Regions from separate parts of the Mus musculus genome. Here regions 1 and 3 are each linked to region 2. The links are chromatin contacts, called in public Hi-C and HiChIP or PLAC-seq maps. All regions are on one chromosome and are shown on one strand. The core of a region is the stretch at or near the end of the contact, and the rest is flanking DNA. Distances in the headings are between cores, read along the strand shown.

What was found. HiChIP or PLAC-seq counts read pairs in DNA pulled down with a chosen protein or histone mark. A called contact is a pair of places that touch in the nucleus more often than the background predicts.
Region 1: a contact with region 2 is called in a Hi-C map of liver, with 1.8 times the contacts expected there. The contact joins the enhancer-like site here to the promoter of Atxn10 in region 2. A contact is called at or near these places in 2 of 39 promoter capture datasets (both in liver), 6 of 484 Hi-C or Micro-C datasets (the G1E-ER4 cell line, the P5424 cell line, induced pluripotent stem cells and 3 more), 10 of 115 datasets of contacts at active chromatin or transcription factors (PVALB interneurons, a colorectal cancer cell line, embryonic hindbrain and 5 more) and 2 of 9 other capture datasets (adipose tissue and pancreatic islet).
Region 3: a contact with region 2 is called in a CTCF HiChIP or PLAC-seq map of the NIH/3T3 cell line, with 19 read pairs. The contact joins the enhancer-like site here to the promoter of Atxn10 in region 2. A contact is called at or near these places in 3 of 15 datasets of contacts at CTCF or cohesin (the NIH/3T3 cell line, large pre-B cells and pro-B cells), 5 of 484 Hi-C or Micro-C datasets (the C2C12 cell line, bone marrow-derived DN2 thymocytes, double positive thymocytes and 2 more), 8 of 115 datasets of contacts at active chromatin or transcription factors (bone marrow-derived macrophages, double positive thymocytes, embryonic stem cells and 4 more) and 2 of 9 other capture datasets (adipose tissue and pancreatic islet).

The regions. Positions count from the first base shown.
Region 1 is chr15:85,444,471-85,447,170 of GRCm38.p6, reverse strand. The region is part of intron 10 of Atxn10 (ataxin 10); the gene reads right to left. Among named protein-coding and RNA genes, the nearest start is that of 7530416G11Rik, 57 kb to the left of the region's middle. Within about 2 kb of position 1,345, at least 3 of the 459 cell types and tissues checked have an H3K27ac peak or open chromatin away from gene starts, as enhancers often do. A contact at or near this core is called in liver, where this site is marked.
Region 2 is chr15:85,334,900-85,337,599 of GRCm38.p6, reverse strand. Atxn10 (ataxin 10) reads right to left here and starts at 1,345. Exons shown (of 12, transcript NM_016843.4): 1 at 1,020-1,345. The coding sequence starts at 1,135.
Region 3 is chr15:85,419,573-85,422,272 of GRCm38.p6, reverse strand. The region is part of intron 9 of Atxn10 (ataxin 10); the gene reads right to left. Among named protein-coding and RNA genes, the nearest start is that of Gm23517, 70 kb to the right of the region's middle. Within about 2 kb of position 1,347, at least 26 of the 459 cell types and tissues checked have an H3K27ac peak or open chromatin away from gene starts, as enhancers often do. A contact at or near this core is called in the C2C12 cell line, the NIH/3T3 cell line, pancreatic cancer cells and 1 more, where this site is marked.

The DNA.
Region 1 (2,700 bases), core at 96-2,595, 110 kb before region 2:
CTGTTTGGTCACTGTTAGGAGCTGGGTTCCTCACAAAGACTCACAACAGAAAAAAGTATTCCACTGATTATTTGAATTCTCAGATTTACCAAGCCAGGGCTGCAGTGGTTAGGGCTAACTGTCATCTTGACAAAACCTAGAATCACCTGGGAGAATGGCCCGATGCATGCCAGGAGGGGTTGGCTTGATTATTAGGCTAACTGGGGTAGGTGGCTTCAGTCCCTGGCTAGAATGCAAACTAAGTTCAGAAAGGAAGCTGAGCAGGAGCACACATGGCTTTCTGCTTGCTGATTGGGTGCAATGTGACAGCTGTTTTAAGCTCCCACTGCCTTGACCTCCTCACTGTGTCAGACTGCTCTTTGAACTGGGAGCTAAAATAAAACCTTTCTTCAGTTGCGTTTGTCAGGGCATTTCATCACAGCCAAGGGGAAGAAACTAAATAAACGGTGCTATGGTTCCAGGTTCCCAAAGCAGGGTTCCAAAATGCACAAAACACTAGTTAAACACTGTCAAGTTCTGCAGAAACCATCCCTGCGCACAGAGGTTTTCTTACTTTTTAAAAGGCATCTCTCACATATTAGTTCAGATTTACACACAGAAAGGTGCTGGGAAACACATTTTGGTCATAGTCGCTAGGGTCCGTGGACCTCAGGATAAGGGATACACTTCAGGATACAGGACCACAAAGACACCTGGGATGGGTTTTCTAGGAGAAAAGGTCAACTGATGAAGGTGTTTTTTATGTGAGCTGTTTAGAGACCATGACAGTAAACTGAGGCACCCAACCTGGCAGAGGGTCATGGAGCCATTCCTGGAGAAAGAAGACCTATACAACTCGGGTCTTAAAGGGTGACAGGGCTGAAAGTACATCCTAAGATGGCTACCAACTAGCACTCAGTGCTGACCACATTACCCTGGATCAGACAGCACGGCAGCAAGTTTTACCAAGTGACTACCATGTACTACTACATGCTTGTCACCAGGGTTAAGTGACTACCATGTACTACATGCTTGCCACCAGGGTTAAGACAACACAGCTGCACCCATCTCTTCCCCAAGAAAATACCGTTGGAAGAAGTGTAGCATCCAAGCAGAGAGGGGGCTCTCTCTGGGAATCTAGACATTTAGTTACGACGAAAGATTTAGCTACAGAGTCAGACAGTCCTGGGCTTGTCCTGCCCCAACACACATGAAGTGGGAAGTTCTGATCGCAATTCCAACTTTCCAGTTTCGGTTTCCTGATCTATAAAACTGAATCAATCATTCCCAGCTCTTAAGCAAACTGTGCAAGACAATGGGTAGGCAGGCTGTGGTGAACGGAAAACATTCAGTAAATGATTAAAGTGTTTTAGTATGAGGTGCAACAGACTCTAACGCCTGCAAGGTGCACACAGATCACTGTTTTCATATGTACTCAGCGATATACTCCTCATTAAAACTTAGAACATGGCCAGTACCTCGGAAGTCCCATGTGGCCTCTACCACATTCATGTCCGCAGCTCCTACAACCACTCTTGTGCCTACTACAGAGGCATCATAGAGCACAGTGCTTTCTATACCCAGTCTCTGCACCTTAGCAGTATGTCAATGAAATGATCAATCTCTTTCACACAGCAGTCTACTCTCCTTCACTGTGTTCCGCCACAGGCACAAGCACAGTGGTTTTTTATTTAACTATTGATAAACACCTAGTTTACTGCAACCTGAGAATACATAGGAGGAATACTGCTGTGACAATCCCAGTAGATATCTGCTAACAGGCACATGCACATTGCCGGCTCACAGAGCAGGTGTACGTCCATCAGTGTTGGCCAACACTGACAAACTAAACCCCCCAGAGATGCAGTAAAACTCAGGCTGCTGCAGGAATGACCCTGCTATCACCTACTTTGCCAGACACTGGGATGGGGCAGTGGATAGAGGCTTCTAACTGTAGAGCTCTCTATAATGGGCATTGGATATCTCCCCACCCCCAACCCCTGCTCCCTCTCTCTCTCAAGTGGCATGCCAAGTCTTTTGCCTGTTTTTGAAAACTGAATTACATTTTTTTAAATGTTAGCTGTTTTATAAAACACATGCCATTTTATATCAGTCCAAAGTCAGTAAGGCAAATAATGTCTCAGGCTTTCTTCAATAGTGAGTGCTCCCACCCAGGAGTGTGGGATCGTGTTTAGGGAACCTTGCCTCCTGCCCTTGGTATAGCAATCATATCTCCCATGACTCCTTCCTTGTAGGAGCTCTACAGTCCTGTTCACAGTGATGACACCCCTTGAATTAACACTGCTGAATGGTGCAGGAGAGGCCTAGGGCACTCTACAGGCCCGACCTCCCTCCCCATTGGCAGGGGCCCCTTCTCTGAGTGAAGGGTCCTGGCAGTATTTCTGCTCTCTCCATTTCGCTCTGGATGTCAGTCTGGAGTGTCAGCACTATCCTAGCAACTGCAGATGAAAGTTCACCTTTCGCACATGGACTAAGAGACACAATAAGATATGTACACAAGAACACGCACTTGTTAAGGAGCCATGTGGGGTTGTTCAGATGCTTCATAAACAAGGAAGTATTTCAGTCTCTACAACCCGGAAGGAGCAGTAGGGATTCACAGAGCTAGTGAGGGTCCTGGGTGTGAAGAAGTGACAGAAAGCAAGTCCAGGTCTGTTTGGTCCTGGAGCAGACACACCTGCCACTGTGCCATGTCTCCTC
Region 2 (2,700 bases), core at 96-2,595:
CCTGCTGAGCCATCTCTCCAGCCCGGGTTTATTTGTTTTTGAGATACAGAGGATGTCACAATGCTGACTGGTCCAGCCTCAAACTCAAGAGATCCACCTGCCTCTGCTTCCTGAATGCTGGAACTGCAGGGCTGAGCCACGTGACATGTCTGGCGGCTACCTATTTTTAGAAAACGTTCCTGTGACCACTGAGCCTACGTGCTTCCCCCACCCCCACCCCCACCGCGTTCTCTGCCCTTTGTCCACACTCTAGGCCTGCTTGTTATCTCTCTACAGGAGAGACCAAGGGCTCCGGGTCCTCTCCCAAGACTTGGTCCAGGGGAGACCATTACTGTTAAGAGAAAACACCAATGGTGTTTAGTACTAAGTGTCAGGCATGGCCTAAGGATGTAACACGCATCGTCTCATTAAACCCTCACTGTCAACTCAACCAAGGAGGTCCCAGCGAACCTTGTTTCCATTAAACAGACAAGGAAACTGCAGCGCAAACCATACCACAAAAATCCATCAGGAACTGACAGCCTCGCACACTTCTGTTTAAACACGTTTATTTCATCTCAGCACTGAAAACAACGCACCACAGCTCCCATTTTGTAAGGCTAGAAACAGAAGGGTTAGAGGCGATGCTGAGCAGATGTCACGAAGCCAGGCCAGCTCTGCAGGCTCCTGGACAGAACGCCCTCTAACCCAGAGGGAGAAGCGAGCCCGAACACGCCTCCCTTCCCTGGCCACCGCCCTCAGGGCCCCGCCAGAGGAGCCGAACCAACAGCTTCCCCGCCGCCGGCTTGGGGACCAGTGTCGCCATCGTCTGCCCCTCTTAGAGCCTGGCCAAACCCTCGTCCCAGAGCAGGCCTAGGCGAGCGCCACAGAGCCACAACCTGAGCGTGGGCCGAGCTGATGGAGCCCGCCGCCCCGCCTCGCTCGCCGCTGCCCAGCCCAGCCCAGTCAAGCCCAGCCCAGCCCAGAGCCCTCCATGGTTCCTCTTCCTCCTTCCTAGGTGGCAGCCCCCGCGCAGTTACCGGTTACGCTGCTCCTTGAAGAGCGCCGTGAGCGCGCGCAAGGCCTCCAGGTCCTGGATGGGTGCGGGCACCATGATGCCCGACAGCCGGGAGGGTGGCATCCTGGGCGCCGCCATCTTGCCACTCGCTCTGGGGCCGAGCCTGACCAGGCGGAGAGCAGAGCGAAGAGAAGTGGGGGAGACAGACGACAGGCGAGGAGATGGAGACGCGGTCTGCACGGCTCTGGCTTCCGCAGCCCGCGTCACCCAGATCCCGTGGTGCTGCAAGGCAGAGAGCGCGAGACTAGCTGGCTTGCCTCAGGCGAAGAGGACAAGGCGACGCGGCAGGGGGAGGGGGAGGGGGCGGGGCGGAAGTCCCGCCTGAGGGGAGGGGGCGCAGCGGAAGTCCTGCTCCTGCGTAGGGTGGGATGGGGGAGGTCTTCGGTCCCCACGGTGGGGAGACGTGGAGTAAAGACCCCGTCAGAGGACAGAATACTGAGATGAAGGGGTCGGGGTGGGGGGGGGGGGGTGGCCTGTAGAGTGTCCTAGAGAATGAGTGTCTTATCAGGGACAGATGCTTTCCATGAGCAAGGGCCACCATTGGTGGGGGTCCACTCATGCAGAGGTTTCCCTCTGGGGAAGAGATACCAGGCCGAAGCAGCGCCCCCAGAATAATGGATGTTGTCCCTAAGGAGACCTGGAAAGGAGGCCCCTGAGAGGAAGAGCAGGGATACAGGCCAGAGGTGTCACCATGGGAGGGGACCTGCAGAGGAGACTTACCCTCAGGGCATGTGTTGCTAGGCCAACCAGTTCTATTGCAGGAAAACCTGAAATGGAGACTCCAGGGGAGGGAATGCGAGGTTGAGGTGTTCCACTGAGGGAGACCTGAATCGGAGATTCCCACATAGGGAAAAGATGCTGGATACCTCAAGCCATGGAGGAAGACCTTGGATAGAGGCTCCTCATGGGAAGGGGACGCTGATCAAAAATGCCCCCTTGGGAAAGAAGTCTTTCCCAAGACTCCAGGAAGGAGGCTTCCCACAGAGAGAAGGCTGAGAAGAAGTACCTCCCTAAGAGGTGTATTCCTTTCTTGTTGCAATATCAAAATATGTGATAGAAGCAATTTTACAAAGGATAGGTTTCTTTTGGCTCACAGGTTGAGAGTACAGGCCCACGTGGTGGGGACTTGTGACACAGGGCTTTAGGCAGCTTGTCACATTGCATCTATTAAGCCAGAAAACAGACAGCTGGCTTTGACTTTTTTTTTTTTTAATCTAGACCATGGAATGCTATCACCCACACTGGGGGCAGATTTCCACACACTAACCTCATCTAGACAGTTCTTCACAAACATGCCCAGAGGGTTGTCTCTGGTGATTCTAGAACCTTGTCAATTAATACTATAGGGGACCCGGGGAAGAGAGTGGGTGCTTATCAGGAATATCCCCATATTGGGGCTGAAGAGCTTGCTCAGACATTAAGAGTACTCTATCTTCCAGGAGACCTGAGTTTATTTCCCAACATGTGTATGTAGGTATCCTAGATTTTTATTACTGTGAAGAGACACCATGACCAAGGCAACTCTTACAAAGAAATTATTTATTTGGGATTAATTCACACAGTTTCAGAGGTTCAGTCCATTATCAGCATGGCAGGAAGCATGGCAGCCTGCGGGCAGACATGGCGCTGGAAGAGCTGAGAAT
Region 3 (2,700 bases), core at 98-2,597, 85 kb before region 2:
TGTCTAATGGGAAAGAAAGGGTGAGCACAAAGCTGCAAGGAATGGAGTCCGGTTCACCAGAGTATTTCCGTGGTGAGAGCGAGCACTGCGCTTCTGACTGCTCTCGCTTCTACTTCCTCCACTGGAACCATCTCTACAGGAACAGGCGGAAACTCTTGCATTGCTTGGGCCAGAGACTGAGGGCATATGGATCATGCACTCAGAGGTGAATCAGAATTTCATACAAGCTCTTCGCTGTGCAGGACTAATGCACCAGAGATAGTCCCTGTTATTTCTAGGCACTCACTCTCCAGTGAGAACTTCTGAGGACAGCAAACATGGACTCACACCAATCATTCAGGATATATTTGCTGATCATTGCCTATGCCAAAGAATGTACTAAATATTACTTTTGTAAATGTTAATTTCTGGGGGCTGGAGAGATGGCTCAGAGGTTGAGAGTATTGGCTAATCTCCCAGAGGTCCTGAGTTCAATTCCTAGCAATCATATGGTAGCTCACAACCACCTATAATGAGATCTGGTGCCTTCCACTGGTGTGTGTAGGCATACGTGTAAGCAGAACACTATATATATATATGTAATCAATTTCCCTGCTCTTCATTATGGTGACTATTATCAGAGAATGTATTACTGGCTTCAAGTTTCACAAGGACAGGAATTATGTCTATTGTGCCTAGAGTCCTTCCTGAACCTGAGAAACAGCACGGCACACACAATAAACAGGTAACATATATTCACACACAGCCACACACACAGCTTACAGAAGATGGCCAAGTTCTATAGGTGTGATCAAACTTGGATTCGAACACTTTTTTTTTTTTTTAAATTAAATTGTCAGGGGTTGCCAACGTTTTTCTAGAAAGGGCTAGAAAATACTTTGTATTTTAAAAGCCACACAATCTTTTTCAGGACCACTTAACACAGAGAAATCTATATTTACAAAGACAGCCCCTGCATGAGACACTCATAATAACCCAGCTCTTTCCCAGACCTTATGCTCTAGAAAGCAATAGCTGCCGGGACAGTGCACTCAGTCTGACCTCACACTTTTAGGTTCTAAGGCAGAATCTCAAGTCTTCGTTGCATCTTGAAATCAAAGCATGACTCTAGCAAGTGACTCCAGCTTAAGTGCACAGGCAGGTGTGCAGGGGTGTGTGCAAGTGCACAGACATAGCTAATCCAAAATCTGTTTTCACAAGAAACTCTGACCTTACATTAAGCCCCATGATCTGGAAACAATGCAAAGACTCCACCTGGAAGACAGGCAGGGCACAAGATTGGCCGTTCCTGTGCTCATAAGGAAAACAGCCCTAACCAAGACTAAACACTAGCCTGGTTAAACGTGAAGTGAGCATAACTGAAAGCATTACTCATCAGACAGGGTAATAAAGGAAAATATGCAAGCCCTTTCCCAATTGTTTACCAGTTATATTTTTCTTGGAACAGAAATGCATTTTATATATTATATGAACCTGTAAAAAAACACATACCTGGTAAAATACTTGAGCATGCATTCTATACTGGGTATTAAAACATGAAATATTCCATCATCATAAAAGAATCTTGAGTTCAAAAGGGTTTAAACACCCACCCGACTCCAGCTATGGTAACAACTGAATAACAAAAACCAAACAGCACTTTACACTGCCGGATAATCTCCGTAATTATAGGGTATCTGGAACATAGGAACCCTGACAAACTTGTCCTGGAGGCTGGCCTATCTCAGTAGTCTCAAGCATCATTCAGGAGTAACAGTGAAGTCAGGAAAACCCAAGTCGTCATTTTCCAAAATCTGAAAGTAGCTTCCTGGTTTTCATGACATTGCACAGACACATACAAAATCACCCAAACTCAATGTTGTCCATCATTCAAATAAAATGCATATTATTTAAGAGTTCTACTTGCTATACTTAATGGAAAAATTATGTACAAAGTGATACATGGAAATAAAAAGCTGAGCAAAACAGAATTCTTATCAAAGAAGTTTTTAAAACCTGACTCAGTCAGAATTACCAGTAAAAGCCTAATGTAAGGACAGCTTAGTTAGTGTATCCTATGCTCTGGGCTGCATCACCAACACCACAAGGGAATACATGGTAGCAGAAGTTGGTATTTGAAGTGGTCATACATGGAACACACACACACACACACACACACACACACATACACAGTGTGTGAGTCTTTGCTCACAGCAACCCTTCAAGACGAAACATTTCTCTGATGATAAGACTGTGACTCAATTATTTTTTCTGCACCTCGGCTAAGGTGGACAGAGTTTAGAAGCACCTGAGGACAAAGAGTTTAGAAGCAAGTCTGTCAAGCCTTCTGGCCATAACTTTTATTATCATGGTTCCCTTGAAGCAGGATTCAGTTCTAACTCAAAACTAGGTCCCAGAGAGTTTCTGAACATTTGAATTACATGGAGAGCTTCTTATGGCCAAGAGTGCACAAACATTCCTGGGATTTTTTTTTAATTTTTACATTTTTAAGTTGAGAAGATCCTACAACTCTTTATCATATTCACTCTTCCTCCCCTAACTCTGCCCAGGCTTATCTCCTTCCCTTCCCACCCAACTCTGTGCACCCACTCTACCCCCACATCAAGGCCAATTTGTGCTATCCAGTATCCTGGGATGTGTGGCCTTCCGTGTAGTGTGGTTGACTTGTCAGAGGCTACACTTTCATGGAAAACTGACCCT